2 separate regions of the Mus musculus genome follow, and region 2 is linked to region 1. A link is a contact called in public Hi-C data. All regions are on one chromosome and are shown on one strand. Each heading gives the region's core, a stretch centred on a gene start, on an enhancer-like site or on the middle of the called end of the contact. The rest is flanking DNA. Distances are from core to core; before and after follow the strand shown.

Region 1 (7,454 bases), core at 2,065-4,564:
CCTCTCCCTTGGGCTGCATCTAAGAACAGTTCTCTGGTTTTGTAATTAGATGTGATGAGGATTGACCTCATTAAGTGAGTGAAGTTCCCTATGTAAGGGAAGACATTTATGGGTTCTGAGGATCAGAATGTAGATACCTTTGGGTAAACTCTGATTTCGACACTATCATTAGTGGAAGTCTGTAGGAAGACCTTCTTTTTACATCAGAAGACGAGGTGAAAGTTTAAAACTTCAGTGATTAAATATATATGCAGAGTCCAAAGAGCCATGGGAAGTACTTCTCCAAAAGGGGAAAGTAGGGCTCAGAGAATTGCATGTCTTATTCAATGTTGCTCAACAAGCCACCCAGGCACCCAAGCTTTTTGACACCGCTTCCTCTTCTGTGGCTCCTCTGATTGGGCACTCACTATAAAAATGTGTTTTGTTTTATAAAACTACAGATAGACACCTCTGTTCTCCTAGAAGAACAGTTTAGTATGAGAACAGAAATTTGTTAGAGGTTTGAAGATGAAACATCAAGATGGTTTGCCATTTTACAAAAGAACCATTTTTAATCCCAAGTGACAAAATTACTCAGTTGCCAAAGGGACATGGTATTTAAAAGAAAAAACAAAAATGGTCACACAAAATTGAGGGGTTCAAAATATTATTTATAAGAAACTTATGAGGTCCCAAGGATCTTTGGACCTTGGAACATTCAAGGTTCTGCCTTCTGCCCTTGTCTTTCTTCAAGTGTGTGAATATGTAATCTTTCATCCATCATCCACACCTACAAGTGAGTCACCCACACAGACTGTGCGTCAGGAAGACCTGTGATATATGGATGGACAAAAGACAGTGTGCTCCTACATGATTTATAGAAATTCACCAAGGTACTCAAAAGTGTGTCCTGAAGCTCACCTAAACCAGGATGCCAGGAATGTTAGATTCCTGTACTTACACATCTATAGAGGTGGAAAGAAGCAACCTTGACCTGTGCTTGACCTATGCAATTCAACAAGCTCTCAAGGTGATATTAACATACTGTCTTAGAATCAAGTGACAAAGGAACTGAATTGGACTGGTAGATACCACATTCCTGCCCTCTGCACAGTTCTGTGGGATCCTGTCCAGGAGTTGAAAGAGGATAGGGAGTGGGGCAAACAGCCAATTAGGACATGCCCTCTAATATTCCAAGGCTTTATTCCAATTGTCTGTGCTTTATTTTCTTTGGGATGACTGTCAATGTCCTAATGAAGTGAACATTTCCCTTAACAATCATCTGGGAACCTGTAAAGACGCTAAGTGCAATAAAGTCCACAAGCTGAAATTCTATGCAATATAAAATTTGAACTTATGTACAATTCTGTTTTTACTTTACTTCTTTATCGGTTATTTTCCAGTCCCCCCCTCCAGAAAATCCCCTATCCCATTGTCCTCCTCCTGCCTCTATGAGGGTGCTCCCCTACCCACCCACCCACTCCCACCTTACTGCCCTAGCATCCACCTATGCTGGGGCATCTAGCCCCCACAGGAACAAGGACCTCCTCTCCCATTGATACTTTTCTATTATGTCCTCTTGCTCACAAATAGATTCTTCTTATGATTCCCCTTCTCTCTGTCTCTCTGTCTCTCTGTGTCTCTGTCTCTGTTTCTCTCTGTCTCTCTGTCTCTCTCTCTCTCTCTCTCTCTCTCTCTCTCTCTGTGTGTGTGTGTGTGTATGTGTGTGTGTGTTTAAACAGCACTAATCAGAATTCAAAGTATAAATTGGATACCATTAAAGGCATGTTTGATGTGACCTAAGTTCATATTCACGAAGCTAGACCCTGGTACTTTCTTTCTATGCATGCAAATTGGCCCAGTCAGCAAGTTAGGAGCCTCCCAATGGCAGGGCTTAAATCGGTTATCCAAATGTCACTTAATAACCCCATAGACTCTGGCAAACATCAAAATGTGATTTTCCCAGGTGTTCTGACTTGACTATTGATTCAAAGAGGTACCAGTTCATTGGTAAAGCCACAGCTTCTGTAAGAGGGCTTCTCATGACTCATGACACATCACTGAATAATGGATGCCTTATCCTAACAGTCTCGCTTTCAGCAACATGACCTGAATTGCTGCATCTTTTGAAAGTACTAGAGGTATGCATTTAAACTAGTTTTACTGAATTTTTGAGGAAACATCAGTTCACATCAGTCACGGAGATTTTTCTAATTTATGCTTTCCTACAAAGTGCTCTCATTAGTCTTATTTGAAAGATAAATTTTAGTTATTCAGCCTTCTTTATTAGTTATCATAATTTGACACATATTTGTTGAGTGCCTGCTGTGTGTCAGGGGCAGTGTTAGGCATTTGGGTATGTAATGCTGAAACACTGAAATAAAAATCTCTCACCACAAGGAGTCTATTAAGTTCTAATATAGACCAGAGGGGAAAACAAAATAATAAATAATAACGGAGAAACAGAGGAGATGATGCAGAGAACATGAAGGGAAGTGGCTTTAGGCTGAACAGAAAACAATTGCTTCCAAGTTCATAAGCCCGTATTAAGGCATAAATGTCTGGTAAGGGTTTTGTATCTGCTCTCTTTGTAATTGCCCTTGGTCTCACAATAAATATTTTACAATATGAATCTAGTTCATTAACACTGCACAAGAGTCAATGTTCATCATATCAGAATTCATATTTTATTTAATGATTAAAGGTAATGAGAAATTTTAGTGTGTGCACAGTTCAAACTGTGACTTAAAGCAGGACTGCAGAAATGTACAAGCCACAAGATGGCGTGGTTGATATTTATACAGAAAGGTTTGTGGTGTGTGTGTGTGTGTGTGTGTGTGTGTGTGTTGGTAACATTTTGAGAACTGTGATCTCTGTCTCTTTCTCCCTCTCTCCTCCCTCCTCTCTCATTGCTATCAGTGAAGCACAAAATGAAAGTATACAAGAAAATGAATTTCTCTTTAAAAGTACTCAACTAGAAATTTAAAAAAGAAAACACCTCCAAACTTGTACCTGAAAACCAATGTTAATTGTGTGAGCAATTTCTACTAGAAAATTTGACTTTACAAAATGTTGTCAATAACATGAATTCTTCTTTTTCTAAAACACATTTGCCACTAGTACATCCTTTCTCCTCTCACTTTCATAAAGATTATTAAGTATTCACAAACAAACAAACAAAACAGAGAAAATAGCTTGGACTTTAGTCAGTGGCCTTGCCCTTTGGTGTATATCTTTTTTATGGGTCAAAATATGACAAATCTGTGCCTTTGACTTCAGCCCCTTGCAGGCTCCCCTTCCCCAGTATTGTGACACAGTTCCCTGCTGAAGCAGTCTCACTGTCACCTTTCACTGGAAGGAGATGCCTGCTATGCTCTCCACTCTAACTGGCTGCCCTTGCCACACTGTGAACTCTTTCCGTCTTTGTTTCTGTAGATAACTCTCTGGAACCTTTAGGCTTGTGTTTAGAATTGAGCTTTCAGATTTATTTATTGTTTCTCAGGCAGTCCCTTTGTGTGGCTTCTGTTTCTACATATGAGCCTCCATCTCTCTCTCCCAATACACACAACACAGCCCTGATCTATCGATTGACATTTTAAAGCTTACTGCCACTGCTGATCTTCCTTCCTTCCTTCCTTCCTTCCTTCCTTCCTTCCTTCCTTCCTTCCTTCCTTCCTTCCCTCCCTCCCTCCCTCCTTCCTTCCTTTCTCCGTCCCTCCTTCCTCCCTTCCTCCTCCTTTCTTTCTCTCTCTCTCCTTTTCTTTTCTTTTCTTTTCTTTTCTTTTCTTTTCTTTTCTTTTCTTTTCTTTTCTTTTCTTTCCTTCCTTCCTTCCTTCCTTCCTTCCTTCCTTTCTTTCTTTCTTTCTTTCTTTCTTTCTTTCTTTCTTTCTTTCTTTCTTTCTTTCTTTCTTTCGTGATCTTATCCTCCAGCCAGTCGTCATCCTTACAGAGCTACAAGGATTTCTCATGGTTTCCTTCGCTCTGGAGGTACCTCCTTATACATTTCAGTTCCAGTACACCCAGGCAGAAGACTGAATAACTCAATCTTCACACTTTGCTAACTGATTATCCTCACACTGCAGAAGCTTTCTGCAGCCAGGATTCTTGATTTAGGGTCCTAATCAGTTCATACTTTCTATTTGAAATTTTGGAGTCCACCTGACTAGTGGATACTCTGGAATGTGGCCACCAGTCTTGATTGCGATATTTCCTGTGGGATCATTTGGTGACCTTCCAAGATCTCTGAGTCCTCTAGAAAGTGAAGGCTGTGGTGCCTGCTCTTAGAGAACACTTGGCCTTTAACATTTTATAAGTCCATAACTAGGTGATATGTACTTTGCACAACCTCTTTCTATACTTTTTGTTGACTTTTGTTTGTTTGCTTTTTATTTTCAGGCCTGGCTGTCATGGAACTTAACTATGTAGACCAGGCTTGCCTCGAACTCCCAGAGATCCGATCTTCCAGACTCTACCTCCTGAGTGTTGGGATTAAAGGCATGTGCCACCACTTCCCAGTTTTTTGTTGACTTCTACCTAATATGTACTGCTATTGTGTGTTAGTGGTGAAGTGGCAGGTGGCTGGTTAGAGGCTAGGGATGAGCCCTTTAGTTCCCCCATCTATAAAAGCGTGTTCTCCCTTCTGCAAAAGTTAATAACAAAATTAGGACAAACACCTTTTCTTTTAAATCCTGTTTAAGTGGCATAGTGACTTTTACAAGTCATCTTTTAAGTCCCATTTTGAACAATGGTAAGACCAAACAAGTTAAATACAGAGTGATATTAAAAATGATAATTTAACCTTCAAAGAATGGATAGGTCTCTCAGTGACATTTCTCTTGGACAAAGAATAAATGCAAGTCAGCTGCTCCCAAGAGCAGGAAAGGGTCTCTGTTTACCCCCTGCTTTCGACAGCTTCTGACTTTTACCCTGGAGCTGTGCATTGGTACTGTTGCCAAGGCTGCTTCCCATTCTGCGTATTCAAGCTTGAGTACTTACCAAATGATGCTGATCCTGAACTGCTTGCTCTACAAGAACCTCCACTCTGAATAAAGCAGGAGGATCTGATCCAATGCCCTACACCACCCGTACTATTTGTTAATCTCTGCTCATTCAGTGGTAGAGTGGTGGTTCCACACACCTCAGTCTTCAAACCCTGTGAGTACTTTTTATGGAAAACTAGAACTTTGCAGACCCCTTTAAAGTAAGTATCTTGAAATGGAAAGTATTGAGGATGCCATGAGTGAGTCAATATAGTAACAAGTGTTTCCTAAAACCACAGTAAGGTTGTCTTTCTGAATGGAAGGAGATGCTTCAACAGAAACATGGTTGATGTGATGTGAAAACGGGACCACGAGACAAGTAATGCAGGAAGCTGGGAGAAACTGCAAGAAAATGGAGGTCAGAATCAGTTTTCCTGCTCTTTTAGCTTCTTTCCATTGAGTTGCTAGGATGGGCTAAAACCTCTTCATTATCACACTATGGAAGTCCTGAAACTGAGTGGTCCTTGGTAGCACTCTAAGCTAGCAAAAGACACTCAAACTATAATCTTCTGCTGAATTGTACATATTTTCATTTGTGTTTTTACTTGTTGCCAGAATGCATTGGGATGCATGTTGTATATCCTCACTCTGAAAGCTTTATGCACATTATCTATGTAAATTGGCCAAGGACCGTACTTTAGAGAGACAGTGGAGAAAGTGAGACAGAGAAGCATTTGCCCAAAGTCACACAGGGAAGTGGTAAACCAGGCTTCAAATCTGAGCAGACATCTTAAGCACACTGGTCTCTCTTATACAAGCCACTTCGTTTTAGTAGGAGAGAAATTTCATCATTTTCATGCATGGTCAAAGTTGCTCTGGATTGACATAAGAGTGTATACGAAGTTCAGAACCCATTTAGTTATGCCAGGCTTTTCAGAGTGTGAGTTTTCTGGAGGATAGGCTAACTTTCTGAAGCAGGGTATGGAGGGAATAACAACCTTAGACTCCACTTAACTTGAGCTATATACATGCTTCTTCTAATAATACTCTCCATAGCACAATTCCCTGCCAGGCTGCACACACATGTACAGATGGAAGCATCTGTAGCAGGATGCACACACATATATAGGTGGCAGCACCTATCCTGAGCTGCATACATACTCCACTCAGAACAATGGACTCAATTTTTCTTGCCTTCAATTACCACCAAACTGAGACCGATTCTATTTAATCATATTCTATTTCTGTCTGAGTATAAAAATGGAAAGGTCAATCTGGTCTGAACTGGTTTTGAATAAATGCACATTAAGCTAAAATTGTGTCCTAAAGTAAACTAGGAAGAATCCCCTATTTACCATCTTATGCATAGACATTATTAGTCAGATGTATATACAAAATTCAGGTGCATATGGAAGGGACATTCCACATAGGGGAAAGGATATATATATATATATATATATATATATATATATATATATACAATAGTATATATACTATTGTGTATATACATAGTTATTAATTATATTAATTATATATATATAATTGTGTTAATCAAAATAAAGAAACTTTCAAACTAAACCTCTTAATAACCAAACTCCTTATTCTTTTAACCTGCATAGAAGAAAGGCCAAAAGAATAATCAGGGCCCCTGAACATCTTCACTTATGGGAGACACTGCTTTCTTGCAGTGTTCTGATCTTTTCTATTGTTTTACTTTGAATGAAGGTTTCTTAGTGCCTTGGAATTTGTGTGGGCTTTTATTTTATTTTTGAATAAGAGAACAAGAACTTTGCCACACCAGGCCTAGGCCCTGAACTGATCTTTTTGCTGTTTCTTTTTGCCCCTTCAGCAAATTCTGCTGTAGAGAATTTATCTTATTTAAAGCAGCAAACACATTATTTCCCAATAAGTCACTATTACAGCCCATCAGTGAAGCACTTGGAAGGAAATACATTTGTTTTCATTTAATATTCTTAAGTTTTTAACCATTTTAAAAACCTACTTGTGGCCATAGGTACCAAAGTGGGAAAGCTATCTGTTACTAAGCTTGATCATGAGTTTGATTCCTAGGTCCCATATCATGGAAAGAAAGAACTGAGTCCCACACATTGTCCTTTGACTCTCACATGTGTTCCATGGCACAGATATTTATATACAAACATGCATGTGCATGTGCACACACACACACACACACAGAGAGAGAGAGAGAGAGAGAGAGAGAGAGAGAGAGAGAGAATGAAAAATTGAAGCACTAATGAACAAAATATGTCTAACAAATCTTTGAATTTCATTGTTTGCAAACCACAAATAATTCTACTCTGAAGAACCAAGGAATTTGAGACTATTTCTCACTTCATTTTAGGAAAGAGCTTTTGGTTGCTTAGCCAGGTATCACCAAATTCCAAGGTTAACTACAGAAAGACAATAAAACAAAACAAAACAAAACAAAACAAAACAACAAAACCATAGACAGTCCAATACATGCTGGTAACAAGT
Region 2 (7,454 bases), core at 3,189-5,688, 240 kb after region 1:
CTGTTACTCCTTTGAGTAATATCCTCTCTACTAAGGTTAATGACTCCATGATAATGACATACATAACTAGTCCAGGAGGCATGGGTGTGGTTAATGTCTCAGTAAAATGGCAAACAGTGAGACCTTCCAGGCAGTCCTTAAGCGTGTGGGAAAGAACTCTGAAAACATGAGTTCAAAAATATATAATTTCTCAACTATGCAAAACATGAGGTTGCAATATGAATTGAAAAAGATGTTTCACAGGTCTAAAAGAACAGAGACAATAGCACTATGAGCCAACTAGTCAGAAGGATTCTAAGGAAGGTGACAAAGATATTTAGGGAGTGGTGATCTCAGAGCAAGATCCCACACAGTTAAGATTTTGTTTGTACTTACAAAGTCAGTCAGATTCCAGAGCTCAGGATCAGTCTAGAACAGAGGAAGTTTAAGTCTAGACCCAAGCATGGTAGGAATGGTAATTTCCGGGCGGGGTCCCACCCGGATAGCCTATAGTCTGTGCTTAACAAAGGCAGACAGATCTCTGAATTCTTTGGCAAATGTAAAAAAAAGAAAAGAAAAGAAAAGCTATCTCTTTTAAAGAAGGGCTGGATGGGTGGAGGGATGTTGATTCATATGATAATAAAAAGGGAACCTGGGGTAATGACTGAATTGATATGTAAATGAAAGACAGGGCTTTTGGTCTGTGCAAGTGTAACTCTGTACCCAAAGGTGTAAGTGAGACTGAATTTTCACATTTTTAGGCTTTTGTTGTGCCAACTTTCTTCCTTGATTAAAAACTATTGGTAAAATAAAATTGATTACAGTCAATTATTGGAGAAATTAGAGGTAGGTTGGTTTGGAGTGACCTGGTTGTGGGAGAGGGAGAAGGAGGAAAGAAGTTGAGAGAGAAGGAAACCACCCTGAGGAGAAAGGAAATGTTAGCATTTTGTCTAAGCTCCACCCCTCAGTTACCTGGCAACAGCATGCCTGTCTCATTATAAAAGAGACTGCTTGCACCCCTCCACTCTCTCTTGCTCTTCTTGCTTTCTGCTTCTTCTCTGTCCCTTCTCCCCTTCCTCCCTCTGTCCCCATTTCCTTCCCCTGCTTTCCATGTGCTCATGGCCAGCCTCCTCTTCTCTACTCTCCCTCTGCCTTTCTAGGCCTCTACTACCTCTTAACTACCCTCCTCATGCCCTGAATAAACTCTATTCTATATAGTATACAGTCACTGCCTGGCAGATCCCTCAGGGGGAAGGAATGCCTCTGCACTGGCCCTTGGAGGCACCTCCTTCCCCCATACCTCCACCAAAACATATCTTCCCTCCTTTATCTTTTTATAAACTTCTACCAAACACATCTTCTCTCCTCTTTAACTTTTTATAAACAAATCAGGAACCATGAGCACATGGTTAAGAGAAATAGCAAGTATTTGGGGTATAGCACTGAGGAGGTAGCCAGGCCAGCAGTTAGAAGAGTAAATTAGGGGTGACCCCTAGTAATTGTCAAGGTCAAATAAAATAATCATTGTCTGAGTCTCATTTATTTGTAAGTTAGCCATAGATAAGCTTAAATTGGTTGTACTGAAGAGGTCAGCTCAAGAATTTTGGAAAGGTTATTGAAAACTTGCCCCTCCAGAATATTCCTCAGACCTTGGGTGGGTGGGGAGGGGAGGGACCGACCTGTGGGTGGGGACACATTCCATAGGACAGACTTTTGCTCACCTACAGACAAGGGAAGTCCTTGCCACCTCATTCCCTAAAAACCAATCAGTTTATATAGTCACACTGTTCTGCCAATCACATTGTACCTAATGGCAGCAGAACTGTTTAAAGGCTTACTGGATGGGCTACCCAGGGTCGTTCTCTCCCCATGTGCAAGGTGACCCCAGCATGATGGATTAAATAAAATTCCTCTTGCTTTTGCATTGATTCCCATCTCCAAGTTGTTTACTCAGGGGTCTCTGGTAAGTTAAGGCTCTCCAGAGTCTTACAGTACCACAACAAGAGATGAGCTTCTCTGAGAGTTTTTTTTTAGACTTGTCAGAGAAAGCTGTCTCAAGCAGAGAGCTATCTGGAAAGCCATCTTGAGCAGAACATAGGCCGTCAGCTTGTACCCTGTGATTTGACTTTAGGTCATTTGTTTCGCTACTCTCAAACACCCTTTCCTCAGAATCTCTCTCTAAGCCAAGGGTGATCCTTGGCAACATGCTTAATTATCTTTCAAATAAAACAAAACAACACAAGAACAACAACAACAACAACAACAACAACAAAAAGCAAAACAAAAATGGAAAAACAGAACATCAGATACTCCAGGATAGCTTTCTGCAATGACAAAAGGACTATAGACTTTGAGAAGGTGATATGATTTTCTCTGATTATGTTTTTTTTTTTTTTTTTTTTGTATTAAGGACTAAAGAGCTACCATGAATCTACAGTCAGCCACAGTTTATATACTGTGGTAACTAGAATTGGAGCAATGCTGCTAAATGATTCATGTTATTTAATTAAGCCATAGAAACCTAAATTCAGGTATACCAGAGCTACACCAAGCTAAAACTATGAATAATTTAAAAAATTCTCTTCTGAGAGGCTGGATCAGTGGGTAAAACATTTGAGTTTAGATTCCCAGTACCTATATAGAAGCCAGGCATGACAGCATAGGTTTGTAATTCTAGCATTGTGGGATAGAGACAGGAGGATCCCAGTGGCTCACTATCCAGCCAGGATAGGCAATCAGTGAGTTCCACAATTAAGTAAGAGATCCTCTCTCAATGGGAGCAATCAACAAAGACACTCAACATTGCCCCCTGGCCTCTGCATGTACACAGGTACACATACACACACACACACACACACACACACACACACACACACACACATGTGCATACACACAGACTTCTATATTCTGATTTCCTTGCAAGGAAAAAAAAATCCTGACTTAATTGTAGTCATCTATATTCTATCTCAGCCGTTACATTATATCCACATGCCTGCATACTATCTGTAGTATGTCAAGACCTGGATAGATATACTGAATAAATAATTCATGACGAGAATCCCCGCTGTTTATAACCTCACAGAGAGAACAGACTTGAGAAGTGACTTTCAAGAAAGCTGAGAAGGTGTATTTCCCAGCTAATCTCATAAGTGCCAAGGTAGCAATAAAAATTCTAAACACCAACTCTCTCAGTTACTCTGCACCTACTGTGCTAAAATACCACCACCATAAGCAACTTACAAAAGGAAGAGCTTATTTGGGCTTACAGTTCTGTGCAGATGATCATGTTGGGAAGGCACAACAGGAAGTGGCAGGTGAGGAGCAGGAAGCTGAGAGCTCATAACACCTACAACCACAAAGCAGAGAGAGTGAACTGGAAGTGATAGGAGGCTATATCTCAAGGCTCATCCCTCTGTGACATACTTTGTCCAGCAAGGTCTCCAAGCATCACCCCCAAGTAAGTGACTAGGTGTACAAATACCTGAACCTACAGAAAAGATTTGCCATTCAAATTACCTCAGCAATAGTTACTAACATTTTCAAAAATGCCAACTATAGCTCCAAAATCTGCTGGGAGTCTGATATTCACAGATGCAGAGGCAACCATGACCTTCCTCTCAAAATTCCTTACCCAATGCTTGTATTTGCTACTAATATTTACATGAATCCCGCTGTGTCCTTTTTTAAGATAGTAAGCAGCAGAGCATCAAAGTGTACACCTACACTCCCAGACTTAGAAGGATGAGGCAGGAGAACTTTAAGTTCAAGGCTGGCATGGGCACACTTGGTGAAACAGACATCTGGCAGAACAAGAAGGCCTGACCTTACACTGTCATTCACTTACAGCTCTCTGTGGTTCTATTCTATGGTCACTGGGTCAACTTTATACTGAGGGCATCACATTCAGCAGTGGGAAACACATTACAAAAGCAAACCCTAATAAAACATTCCATATCCTGATCAAACACTTTTCCCTAAGGTACTCTTCCATCAAGTTAGTGACAACTTCAGGGCTCAAATCTATGATCTTATCAGGTCAAGAATTACCTTAGATACGGTCACAGTATGATATAGCTTCTCCTTCTAGGACCAATCAGTGGCCAGTTATTTCTGTGAAGATTATATTAATATTTGTGTCTCAAGAAACTCTCAGCTCCCTAAATCAACAGTAACTGTATCACACAGTAGGCTTTCATAAGGTAAGATGTAGGCTCTTGGGTAAGCCTGTTTTGTTTTTTTTTTTTTTTCTTAAGAATGCAATAAAATAGAAATAGTTCTCTGCTTTTCAAATTTGCTTTCTGATCATTGTCAGCAAGAGTGGAAGTGGTATCGGAAGAGATTTTTTTTGTTACATCATCTCTGGCCTTTATCCAATGACCTTATTTCTTCCCCTCTGCTCAGGAGAACATATTGTACAAGGTCAGCAAGATGGATCTGGAGCCCCAGTTTTATGTCTTCCCTTGCCAAAATATCACTTCTGCTCAGGGGCACACACCTGCTCCCTCCTTCTTTGCCAGCTCTGTTAGGTGAGCTAAATTACAATTTCTCTTCTTTCGAGGGTGTGTGGGATGCAAGCCTCTAGCTTCTTATGCTCGAGTCTACTCTTTATAGAGCAGCATTTGATATATTATTGAAGGCACAGCACAACATCGAGTGCAACAAGTCCTGCCCCCATTATAATTCTAGAAATTTGTCTTTCTGATCCTGTACCCAACCTGACCCCAACACCTAAGCCAATACAGCATTTCTTCCCATCACTTCCTTTTATCCAAAGCGGCGCCAACATCTTTCTTTGTCATTGCTTTGTATCTCAGCACCCATACTCATGTTTCCTAGCTGCTTTCTCTTGAGTCTAAATGATCTGTGCAAGCAAGTGGTGACTAAGAGCTTTTTGTTTTACTCCTTCACACCTGACTGTAATTATCTGCAATTGTTACAGTAGCCAGAATGCAAATCACACCTGTTTCTCAGTGTAATGTGAATACATGCTCCAGTCCCCACCTATGCTTGTCTTGCCCCTTTCTATTCTTACCTTCGATGCTCTAAACAGTTCACTATGCTTCAGCCACCAGAGCCTCTGGGATTCCTGTAGGAATGTCCATCCTACCCAATTGAGAGCTCTGACACATAGTGAGCTCTTGGTCACGGACACCTTTCAGATCCCCAGTCCTTAAGTGCTTAATTCCTTCACTTCAGTTATCTTCTTTCCTATCACTAATAAATATCAGACTCCAACCTTGAATCTAGGTTCTTTGCCACTAATGCTGGCCCCACCACACTTTTATTTCCCTCACAGAGAAAAACAAGACCTTGAGAAGACAGACTAACCTAAGATGTTCAGAGGCCCCCATGAAAAGGACAAAAGGAACTTTAGTTCTGTGTCCCTGTCCAGGAACAGACTTGGCCAGGTCTGTGTGATGCTGGGGCAGATGCCTTGTAGGAGTCAAGGTTGTAGTTTCTGGGGACATTGCTCTTCCCCTTGGGCTGTGGTTATCAGTCCTAAAGAGGCTGTGTCTGAGGTATCCTGTGTCCTCTTTGCCAACATTGTCTGACTTAGCTCTCTGGTGACTTTGGCAGTTGTCCCCTGAGCACCATCCCTGCAAGTAGTATATAAGATGCTGTGATTCTTTTTTTTTTAATTAGGTATTTTCTTCATTTACATTTCCAATGCTATCTCAAAAGTCCCCCATGCCCCCCCCCACTCCCCTACCCATGCACTCCCTCTTCTTGGTCCTAGCATTCCCCTGTACTGAGGCATATAAAGTTTGCAAGACCAATGGGCCTCTCTTTCCACTGATGGCCAACTAGGCCATCTTCTGATACATATGCAGCTAGAGACATGAGCTCCTGGGAGTACTGGTTAGTTCATATTGTTGTTCTACCTATAGGGTTGCAGATCTCTTTAGCTCCTTGGGTACTCTCTCTAGCTCCTCCATTGGGGGCCCTGTGATCCATCCAATAGCTGACTGTGATCATCTACTTCTGTGTTTGCTAGGCCCCAATGCTGTGATTCTTAATAGTCTTGCTTGGCATAGCCATCAGCTATGTTAGAGTTCCTGGTCCCAGTTATTGCTTTTGTCATTTTTCATTCATGTGACAGACACTTTGATGTTTAGCACCCTTATTCTGCTGATTCAGGATATGGACATGATGGGGGAAATGCTTGGAACAGAAGCTTAGCTCAACATCTGGGTGACTGTTCTAGTCCTGGCTTTCCCCCAGGGATCTGCTTTTATCTCCTTCTGGAAACAGCTGCTGCCGGCTCAGCTGTATCTTTCCTCTGCCTACAGTGTAATCATCTCCACTCAGGACAGTCTCTGCATGGGTTCACGGCAGAACTGTGGTTTAATGGACCAAAAATTATATTGGGTATATAGTAAGATGGATCAGGGTGTGCTGTGGCAAGGACCAGCTGCATGAAAATTCTCCCATGTCATTACCTTGCTTCGTGTATTGCCTTCTGCCATCCAAAAGCCACACATCAATACAGGGTAAATCAAGCAAGAGATTTATGGAGGAAATGCCTGTGAAGGTTAAAGGAGAGAGTGAAGAGAGACTTGCAGACTGCAATGTAGATCTGACACTCCCCAAAGGATGGGAGAGAGAACAAGGACACATCTAGGTTCTCAGAAAGGTTAGTCTAGGACATTAAGGAGGCATGGAGCAAAGTGAGAGTGGTCCTATCTAGAGGAATGTATCTCTTTACACAGGTGGCGGTGGGAACATGACTTGACATGAACTTGGGAACAGATCAACTGTATCCCCTCCTGACTCAGATACCATGATCAGCTTCATTTTTCTTATTGCAAATACTTTGTATCCAAAAACCCCTGCTTTAAATCCTGGTTCTTGAACCATGAGATTTTTCCATCTGTAATATGTTCAATCTCCTATAAGATTCAGTTTTCACAAAAGACAGTACACATTGGCATAGATGAAGGGAGAGAATTGTTGGGAATGTAAGCTATTATAGTCACCATGGAATTTGAATGTGGAGGAGGCTGGGGAAACTACAGATATCATAGGAGCAGGCTGTGCCACTCCTACAAATATGCAAGTTAATGTACTACAGAGATATTTGTGCACCCATGTTTATTACCATAGCACTCACAGTAATCAGAAAATGATGTCCACTAACAAATGAGTAGATAAAAAAAATGTGGTAGATATACACAATGAAATTTCATATTTTATTCAACCATATGGAGAAATGAAAAGGTCAGGCTCACAAAGGCAAATAACTCTCACTTTCAATCATACACAGGACATATGTCTATATATTTTATATAATATAGTCACATAATATTACACACACACACTCCATGAAAGGTGAGGAACTCAACAGAGGGAAAATGAAAGAAAAACGATAATCAAACACAAGAGAAAGGGATTATTTGAAGGTAGGTATGGAACCAGAAGAGAAATACGGGAGGAAGAAAAGCAACTAGGGAGAGGAATAAGTCAAAATTTAAAAA

The links. A called contact is a pair of places that touch in the nucleus more often than the background predicts.
Region 2: a contact with region 1 is called in a Hi-C map of cerebellar granule neurons, with 2.8 times the contacts expected there. The contact joins two enhancer-like sites. A contact is called at or near these places in 4 of 484 Hi-C or Micro-C datasets (brain, cerebellar granule neurons and cerebellum) and 2 of 115 datasets of contacts at active chromatin or transcription factors (both in embryonic stem cells).

The regions. Positions count from the first base shown.
Region 1 is chr6:106,819,762-106,827,215 of GRCm38.p6, forward strand. No RefSeq gene overlaps it. Among named protein-coding and RNA genes, the nearest start is that of Crbn, 23 kb to the left of the region's middle. Within about 2 kb of position 3,315, at least 1 of the 459 cell types and tissues checked has an H3K27ac peak or open chromatin away from gene starts, as enhancers often do. A contact at or near this core is called in cerebellar granule neurons, where this site is marked.
Region 2 is chr6:107,058,628-107,066,081 of GRCm38.p6, forward strand. No RefSeq gene overlaps it. Among named protein-coding and RNA genes, the nearest start is that of Gm22418, 61 kb to the left of the region's middle. Within about 2 kb of position 4,439, at least 4 of the 459 cell types and tissues checked have an H3K27ac peak or open chromatin away from gene starts, as enhancers often do. A contact at or near this core is called in cerebellar granule neurons, where this site is marked.